2 separate regions of the Hordeum vulgare genome follow, and region 1 is linked to region 2. The links are chromatin contacts, called in public Hi-C maps. All regions are on one chromosome and are shown on one strand. Each heading gives the region's core, a stretch centred on a gene start, on an enhancer-like site or on the middle of the called end of the contact. The rest is flanking DNA. Distances are from core to core; before and after follow the strand shown.

The links. A called contact is a pair of places that touch in the nucleus more often than the background predicts.
Region 1: a Hi-C map of leaf shows a contact between it and region 2, with 6 times the contacts expected there. The contact joins two enhancer-like sites. A contact is called at or near these places in 2 of 6 Hi-C or Micro-C datasets (leaf and seedling).

Annotation. Positions count from the first base shown.
Region 1 is chr6H:300,398,297-300,402,794 of MorexV3_pseudomolecules_assembly, reverse strand. No RefSeq gene overlaps it. Among protein-coding and RNA genes, the nearest start is that of LOC123406098, 260 kb to the right of the region's middle. Within about 2 kb of position 2,279, at least 3 of the 3 cell types and tissues checked have open chromatin away from gene starts, as enhancers often do. A contact at or near this core is called in leaf and seedling, where this site is marked.
Region 2 is chr6H:299,956,154-299,960,673 of MorexV3_pseudomolecules_assembly, reverse strand. No RefSeq gene overlaps it. Among protein-coding and RNA genes, the nearest start is that of LOC123401218, 40 kb to the right of the region's middle. Within about 2 kb of position 3,218, at least 2 of the 3 cell types and tissues checked have open chromatin away from gene starts, as enhancers often do. A contact at or near this core is called in leaf and seedling, where this site is marked.

The DNA of each region.
Region 1 (4,498 bases), core at 1,030-3,529, 440 kb before region 2:
ACATGCCTCCTCCATGGAGCCTCCTGTCTACTCCTCGGTGTCGGTGGCCTCCATGTAGTAGTAGGCTCCGTTAGAGTAGTAGTAGTCATAGGCGGGATCAACTAGCTCCTAGGCTCCGTCAACTGGTCGCAACAATTGTATTAAAGGGAAAGATGTGAGCAAAACAACTGTGAGTACTCATCAAAAGTATTCATAATACTTACATTATATCTATGTTAAATATGCATCAGTATCAAAGAGAAGGGGATATATCTTGGACTATACTGCATAATTGCCAGAATATAAGGGAAGGCCTTGCCTATCGAAGATTAGCTTTGTCAGAGGCCTAATTGATTTCTTGCTTTAACTACATTGGCTTTCATGTCATCATGTTTAAATTCTAAATGAATTTGAAATGGGGATGACCAAACCATAACACCCAATAAAAATTGAAATTAGGTTGAACCTAAAATATTTTACCGAGCCAAATTGATATACATAAATGTCCATGATTTGAGGTGATGTACATTTTTCCTTGCTATTTTGGATTTTCATTTAACTCATATATGTATTTGAGTTTGGGTTTCAAAATACTATAAATATTTGGAAGCTCCAAATATTCTGAAACTTGATGAGTGACAGTGAATATATTTCAAGAGGGCACGTAATTTTTTCAGTAGTTTATGAATAATTTGATTTAGCAACCAAATTCAAACATATTTTCAAAATATTTACCTAATAATAAAGAGGCTATCGCTTCCGTCGGAAAACCCACCGAGGTGATTTTACAAAAAAGCCCTTACTGTTTATGACATTAAACTCGTAGTATATATTAAATATTTTTTTAAAACTCATATCTTTTAAACCGTAACTCCAAATTTAACATATTATACATGGAATTTGATTAGAAAAATATGTAGAATTTAAATATGATATTATTTTATTTGTTAAACGTTTAATAAAAATACTATTTAGGGTGCAATCTTAATGAATAAGTCATTATTCGTCTTTCTTTCATACTGATACTCATCCGGGTTGGGAATGAACACGTCAACAAAATCAGGATTAGAGATGAAACTGAAGGTCACTTGACTGATTCTTTGTACGTATTAAATCTACATGCAAGCCGTGTTAAAATAGAAGACTTGTGAAATTTTGAACTGCATTTTTGTATGATAAGACCATCTTTATTTGTATCGTAACTATAAATTCTCAAATTATAGACATTTTTTTATAAATTAAGAGCGTGTGCTGTGTGGTATTTCTTTCTCCCGTTGCAACGCATGCCCCCTTTTGCTATAGAAAATAAAACACAATTAGGAAAAGGGCGAAAGACTACGTGGATTACCTAGTGGCCCAGCCCACGAGGGGCGAACCGGTCTTTATCCACCCCCGGCCAGTAGACAAGCGTGTGTCGACACGTGCACACCCAGCCGGGACCTCCTATGCGCCGCTCGTTGCGGCAACTGCCGAGCGGACGCACAGACTCGGCCGGCCCAAGATAGCCACGAGTAGCTAATGTGGAGACCAGAGAAAAAGTTAGCGACCACCAGCTGAAAAATCTGAAACATTTCAGTAAGAATATCATAATACTTTTAAAAAAAAATCAGAACATTTTTTCAAAATTTGGAACATTTTTTAAATTTCAGAACATTTTTTCAAATCCGGAACATTTTTTTGAATTCTGAAACATTTTTTAAAATTCCTCAACATTTTTTAAATTCTCAAACATTTTTTAAAATTCTGGAACATTTTTCAAATTCCGAAACATTTTTTCAAATTCCGGAACATTTTTTAAAATTTTGGAACATTTTTTTTGAAAATTTAGAAACATTTTAATCAAAATATCATAACATTTTTTAAAATTTTGGAACATTTTTTGAAATTCCAAAACATTTTTTCATATCCGGATTTTTTTTCGAATTCTGGACCGTTTTTTTTAAATCCTGAACATTTTTCAAATTTCGGAACATTTATCAAATTCCGAAACATTTTTTCAAATTTCGGAACATTTTTAAAAATCCAGAACATTTTTAATCAGAAATAGAAAAAAAGAAACAAAAAATAAAGAAAAAGGAAAAACCGGTTCAGGAAATCATATAGAAAGTTTTCAAAACCGAAAAAATTGGGTGAAAATCTCTAAAAGGTTTCCAAAACCGGAGTTGTTGGCATGTAAATGGACCGGCCCATTACCAGGTGGGAGCCCGTGTGCGAAGCCTCGACATTTAGACGTAGAGTGCGGCGAATAGGGATTTCCCACCCAGCCCTCTGCTTCGTCTTTCACGGTGGCATAACCCTCCCCGAGTCGACCACCTCATCTAGGAGATGAGAATGACTTCCTCTCACTTGCCCCCTCTCTCACTGCTCTCTCCCTCGCCTCCCCCTATCTATTATGTGCTCGCCCCAAAGCAGTCAGTGCACGCTGCCGTCGTCCCCGGGGCCATCGGAACCTCTTTGACATGTTGGCATGTCCAGAAGATTCGCAAAGCTAGGCTACGTGTTACAGATAGTGCCCACGAGCTAGGAAGCATTGCTTCGCCACCATCCCCACCATCTTCTTCCTCTGCTCCGATAGATCTTCGTCTTCGATTCTCCACCGCAAGAGCCTCCCCGAGCCACTGAGATGCCCTGCTGGCCCATTGGTGAGCAACCGAGTCAACACCTCTGTTTCCCTGACTGCGCATGCCATATAGCAAGCAACCCCACGAGCCCGAGCGCCGCTGGCCGCCATGACCGATGAATGCGAGCTTCTGTGCTCCCCTGGCTTGCAAAATGTTGCTCTAGTGCTCCTAGTGCCTCCAGGAGGTCGTCGAGCCGCTTCATTTGCTCGCCTGCGGACTGCATTCCATGTACCTGACAAGTCTGAGATGCAGCCGCCGCAAAATCCACCGCCATCTACTATTCCGGCGACCATTGGGTCCGTATCCTCCTCTAATCGATAGAGCTCGACCCAAGCTACTTGTAGCCGCAAACGGTGCTGCAAACCGACGCCTACAGCTTGATCCGAGCTCCTGTGGCGTCAGCTATTGTCACCAGCGACTAACCGCCGGCGCTTGTGATGTGGAAACATCATTAGCAGCTAATGTTGTCACTAATTAACCACCCTAGCCAATGACAGATGGGGCCCGCTGCTCATTTGTTTAGTTAGTGAGTTAATTAAACTTTGTTAATTATAAGTGTGTATGACACATGGGACCCACATGTCAGGTTTGATTGAACGATGTCAGTTGACTTGCGGACATCAATCTAACGTTATGGTGAGTTGGTGACACAATAATGCTTTCTGGAAATTTAAATAAATCGGAAAAGATTTATAAATTTCACAAACTGTATTAAACTTGTAAAATTCATTGTAAATAATATATAAGTCGGATGAAAATAGTTTATATATGAAAATTAATAAAAAAAATCCAAAGAATCCATCTGTATCATTATCATGCAAGTTCGAGCAAGTTAACATCACCAATTAGGACATTTCTTGATTAGGGAAATTCGTGAAATAACATTTGCAGTTGGAATTTGAACTAGGTTAAAATTCCACTTCAATTAACTTAGACAATTGTTGCATTAGATCAATTCAGCACCTTAACATGCCATATTGTACATCTTGTTTGTTGCATTGTATTGAATGTTGTTCCTTCTTTGTTTGTCGGGGTTGTTCCTTCTTGGTAGACGATGGTTCCGACGTTGTGATCGTTGACACTGATGAAGAGAAGTATTATCTTGAGAACTGTTAGGCAAACAACCACCCCTTGAGCATACCGATACAAACCCACTCCCTCACTCCCGCTCTCTTTTACTACATTATGACAATAATGATTCAACTATTACCTATTCCCGATAGTTGAACTATCCTTTGCATGACCTGTCTTTGCCACTGTGAATAGTTGAAACCACTTAGCATTAGTAGGAACTGCTTGAGCCTTGTTGTGCCTACTCATGCATGCTTGCTTACTGTGTGTGCTATTGTTAGAGCTGTGTCGGGTCTGATCCATCTCGGCGATGAAATGGAATGGTTCTAAACATGTCCTGCTACGTGAGAGCTAAGTGTGTGAATCCGAATCGGTAAAGGTAGCGATGATAGGTCATGTAGGAGTACATGGCGGGTTGTCTCATTGAGACCGTCCTTAAGAACTGGGTTTTGTGTATGCTATCCAATACAAGATACTACCACACATTGGGATCCTTGGGTGGGCTCTTGGCTTATTAATCGCCTTGATCTCTGTCCAGGAGTTGCAACTAGTTTCTGGTGTTTGTAGGAAAAGTGACGGCGACAGTGTTTAGCGTTTCTCAATGTGGTGGGCTTTAGTACCGTATATGTACAGTGGCACGGTGTACCAAGTGGCACCCGAATGGTGGGCTTCTGGAACCCTGCACACATCATTTGAGGCTGTAGACGAAACTTCGGCCAGATTTCCTTGCAGGTTCAGTCTCAAATAGGCAATAAACTTGGACTAGGGTCTTGTGTAGTTAACGGACGTGGCCGACACCCACGCCAGTGCTTCTGCTTGAAGGGTGC
Region 2 (4,520 bases), core at 1,969-4,468:
ACGTCCCTCGATCCGCCCCGCGAACAATCCCGCGATCAGTCCCACGATCTAGTACCGAACGGACGGCACCTCCGCGTTCAGCACACGTACAGCTCGACGATGATCTCGGCCTTCTTGATCCATCAAGAGAGACGGAGAGGTAGAAGAGTTCTCCGGCAGCGTGACGGCGCTCCGGAGGTTGGTGATGACCTTGTCTCAGCAGGGCTCCGCCCGAGCTCCGCAGAAACGCGATCTAGAGGAAAAACCGTGGAGGTATGTGGTCGGGCTGCCGTGGAAAAGTCGTCTCAAATCAGCCCTAAAACCTCCGTATATATAGGTGGGAGGGAGGGGGCCTTGCCTTGGGGCTCAAGGAGCCCCAAGGGGGTCGGCCGAGTCCAAGGGGGAGGACTCTCCCCCCCCCCAAACCGAGTTGGACTAGGTTTGGTGGGAGGGAGTCCCCCTTCCTTCCCACCTCCTCCTTTTTTTTTCTTTCTCTCTTCATTTTCTTCTCCTTGGCGCATAGGGCACTTGTGGGCTGTCCCACCTGCCCACTAAGGGCTGGTGTGTCTCCCCAAAGTCCTATGGGCTTCCCCGGGGTGGGTTGCCCCCCCCCCCCCGGTGAACTCCCGGAACCCATTCGTCATTCCCGGTACATTCCCGGTAACTCTGAAAACCTTCAGGTAATCAAATGAGGTCGTCCTATATATCAATCTTCGTTTCCGGACTATTCCGGAAACCCTCGTGACGTCCGTGATCTCATCCGGGACTCCGAACAACATTCGGTAACCAACCATATAACTCAAATACGCATAAAACAACGTCGAACCTTAAGTGTGCAGACCCTGCGGGTTCGAGAACTATGTAGACATGACCCGAGAGACTCCTCGGTCAATATCCAATAGCGGGACCTGGATGCCCATATTGGATCCTACATATTCTACGAAGATCTTATCGTTTGAACCTCAATGCCAAGGATTCATATAATCCCGTATGTCATTCCCTTTGTCCTTCCGTATGTTACTTGCCCGAGATTCGATCGTTAGTATCCGCATACCTATTTCAATCTCGTTTACCGGCAAGTCTCTTTACTCGTTCCGTAATACAAGATCCCGCAACTTACACTAAGTCACATTGCTTGCAAGGCTTGTGTGTGATGTTGTATTACCGAGTGGGCCCCGAGATACCTCTCCGTCACACGGAGTGACAAATCCCAGTCTTGATCCATACTAACTCAACTAACACCTTCGGAGATACCTGTAGAGCATCTTTATAGTCACCCAGTTACGTTGCGACGTTTGATACACACAAAGCATTCCTCCGGTGTCAGTGAGTTATATGATCTCATGATCATAGGAATAAATACTTGACACGCAGAAAACAGTAGCAACAAAATGACACGATCAACATGCTACGTCTATTAGTTTGGGTCTAGTCCATCACATGATTCTCCTAATGATGTGATCCCGTTATCAAGTGACAACACTTGCCTATGGCCAGGAAACCTTGACCATCTTTGATCAACGAGCCAGTCAACTAGAGGCTTACTAGGGACAGTGTTTTGTCTATGTATCCACACAAGTATTGTGTTTCCAATCAATACAATTATAGCATGGATAATAAACGATTATCATGAACAAAGAAATATAATAATAACTAATTTATTATTGCCTCTAGGGCATATTTCCAACACATTGGACTTAAACTTGTCCCATGAGCACCGTTGCTACTACAAAGACTCCATGTGACTCCACCTGCAACTTGTAGTTCCTTCTTTTCCTGACCATAGTCAACGCTCGAACGAGATTAAGCTCCACATTACTCTAGTTGCGCTCCCAACTTCCAGAGTATCCAACACCATCACACACCGATCACTGACCTGCGTGAAAGTGAACAACTCATATTGGGTGTCGCACATAAGAGTTACCTGAAATCAACATCACCGCTCTTCCTTGACCGCCCGTCTGAAACTTGAAGGAATTTCACCATTGCTTGTAGTCACCCCGAGTCAAATTCGCAGTTGTCTCACCACATGTATGACCACCAGAGCCCTAGCCCGTCTCCATGTCCCGTGCGTACCGCACGCCTCGCCGCTACTATCGCGTCGAGCCTCCGCTGTCCCGGTCGAGTCTCAAGGGTCGCGAACCCACACCACGCAACCCCTAGTGCAGAGTACCACCGATCATCACCGACCGATGACGAGTATCACGTTTCCATCAGACCACCGAGCTCCAGTCCAAACCACGTGTCACTCGCTTTTCCGTGAGTGAAGTCCTCCAGACTCCATATCCACCTTCAACATGACTCCATGGTAGATGATCAATCCACCCATGCGCCCCGTCGACTTCAAGATCCGTGTGTACACCACCTTGAATCAACCCCGCGCCATAGTCTTGTTGAAGCCGCACAAGCCACCAGGCATGCACCACGTGTTTCCACGCCCAGAAGTCGGTCACCATCAGCATCATGCTCCTACGTCGCCGTCGCCAATCCCACCACCGTCTTCTGTACCAACCGACTTGCGTCGATCCGTCAGACTCTGGTCTGACACAGCCGATATCGTCCAACTGGATGACACACTCCAGGCTCGCAAATTATCTTCCACGAATTTCCATCCATCACATGATAATTCCATCTTAGCTGACATGACTTACTGCAACGCCTTCAAGCATCTTTGTCGCGCCAACAATCTTTCATCATTGTCTGTCATAACCCAAGGTTTTTAGTTTCGTCAAACTTCTTCACCTCAAACCTGGTACCCGTTGGCACCATGATTCTTTGTAGGACCGACCCTTTGAAAGAATTATATCCAAGCTTCAAATGATGCCCTGCAATCCATGTGCACATAGCAAAGCACAAACTTCCCTGGTACACTTCTCGTGTGCAAGCAGCAGAAACACCAGATCAAAGATTGATTGAATTTTGCTACTCACGAGAGCTCCTGTACTAGCACTTGATGCTTTGCCAAAAAAACCTTCTCGACTGTTGCTTCAATATTTTGCCTGCTAGGCACGGACCAATGCTAGCTTTGCTTTGCCCTGCTCTCCTTGATGGTTCGGTACCCATGCTGATTTTCTGTTCGCTCGATTCGATCTGACTGCCTCTGTCCGTGTCGCACCAGGACTCAGTCCTCCTTTTATCCAAAACAAATGTCGTCTACAGCTTCCACGGCTCTGTCCACCTTGCCCCTCGTCGCAACGCGCGTTCGGCCAGACTTGCCACGAACGAGCAGCTTTCCTGCATCAGCCAAACCCCGCCAGGGCCAGCCCACACAGCGCCACAGGCCGCTCGCTCGCTATGCATCGAGGACACCAACTGTACGAACGTTGCACCGCCGCCGCATCCGATCTCGGCGAAATCTCCTGGATGCTCAAGACCTGCAGGCTGCAGCCACCGCTTCTGATTGCCTTCCATCCTCTAAATCAACAGTCTGTCGCCTCTTCGTAACCTTGCTCATGATACCACTTGTTAGAATAAAACCGAGGCACTCCGTCAATCATCCGAGGACCAGGCAATCACACGAGCACGACACCAAGATTTATTAACGAGGTTCACCGATATGGCTACATTCCCGAGTCATGACTACGGGCGCTCCTCCCCGTGACACCGTCACAACACCGCACCCTGGGCGCCTTGGGTACCGACACACGCCGCCGGCTCCCCATGCACACCTGTGCTATTATGTTGGCATATGTTACATCGTGTGTCTACCCCCGCTATATATGAGGGGCCTAGGATATAAGTTGTCATGTTTGGACACGACTCCATATCCTATCTAAACACAATACAACTACAAGTCCAACTGTAACATACCTTGTACACAATATTCGACACAACTCTAACATGTGTGATGGCCGGGACTCCCATAGTCTAATATTTGATGATGATTGTTTGATCTTCGGGAGATCATCCTAGAACAGCTTGGGTTAGTGAAGATTGAAGAAAATACCATTTGCATCATGGCTCGATAAACACCATGCCCCACGGTGGGCGTCAACTGTCGTGGTAACGATTTCGACAATAGAAATGGGGTAGGATAAAGGAGCATGATCTATCGGGATGCAAATGGGTGACACGGTGGTTTAGCGAGTTCATGCCTCTCACGGTGGAGATAACAACCCTACGTCTCGTGCTCCGGAGAGGCTTAGTTTTATCTGTCATGGACATGAGTTACATGGTATAGAGAGAGCCAGAGCTCCAGAGAAAGAATGAGCCCGCAGGCGGAGAAGAAGCTGGTCCTAGCTATGTGGAGGAGGGTGGCTTATATAGAATGCGCCACCCCCTCACCTCTTATGTTACAAGATGAGGCATTATGTCATAATGTCAGCCCACTACAGAACCTCCTCTATGCTTCGACTGCCTTGCCGACTGTTGGTATTTGCATACCCGAGTGAGTCATACGGTCGAGTGGTTGACTGTCATCCGAGTGGATGGAATGTACTTGTTTGAATGGATCCGTATCGAGTGGATTAGATGTTGTCGCGATCCAGTAGGAATTTCCCTTGTAATCCTTAAACTAATAATGAGGTGCCTTCGGATAGGAC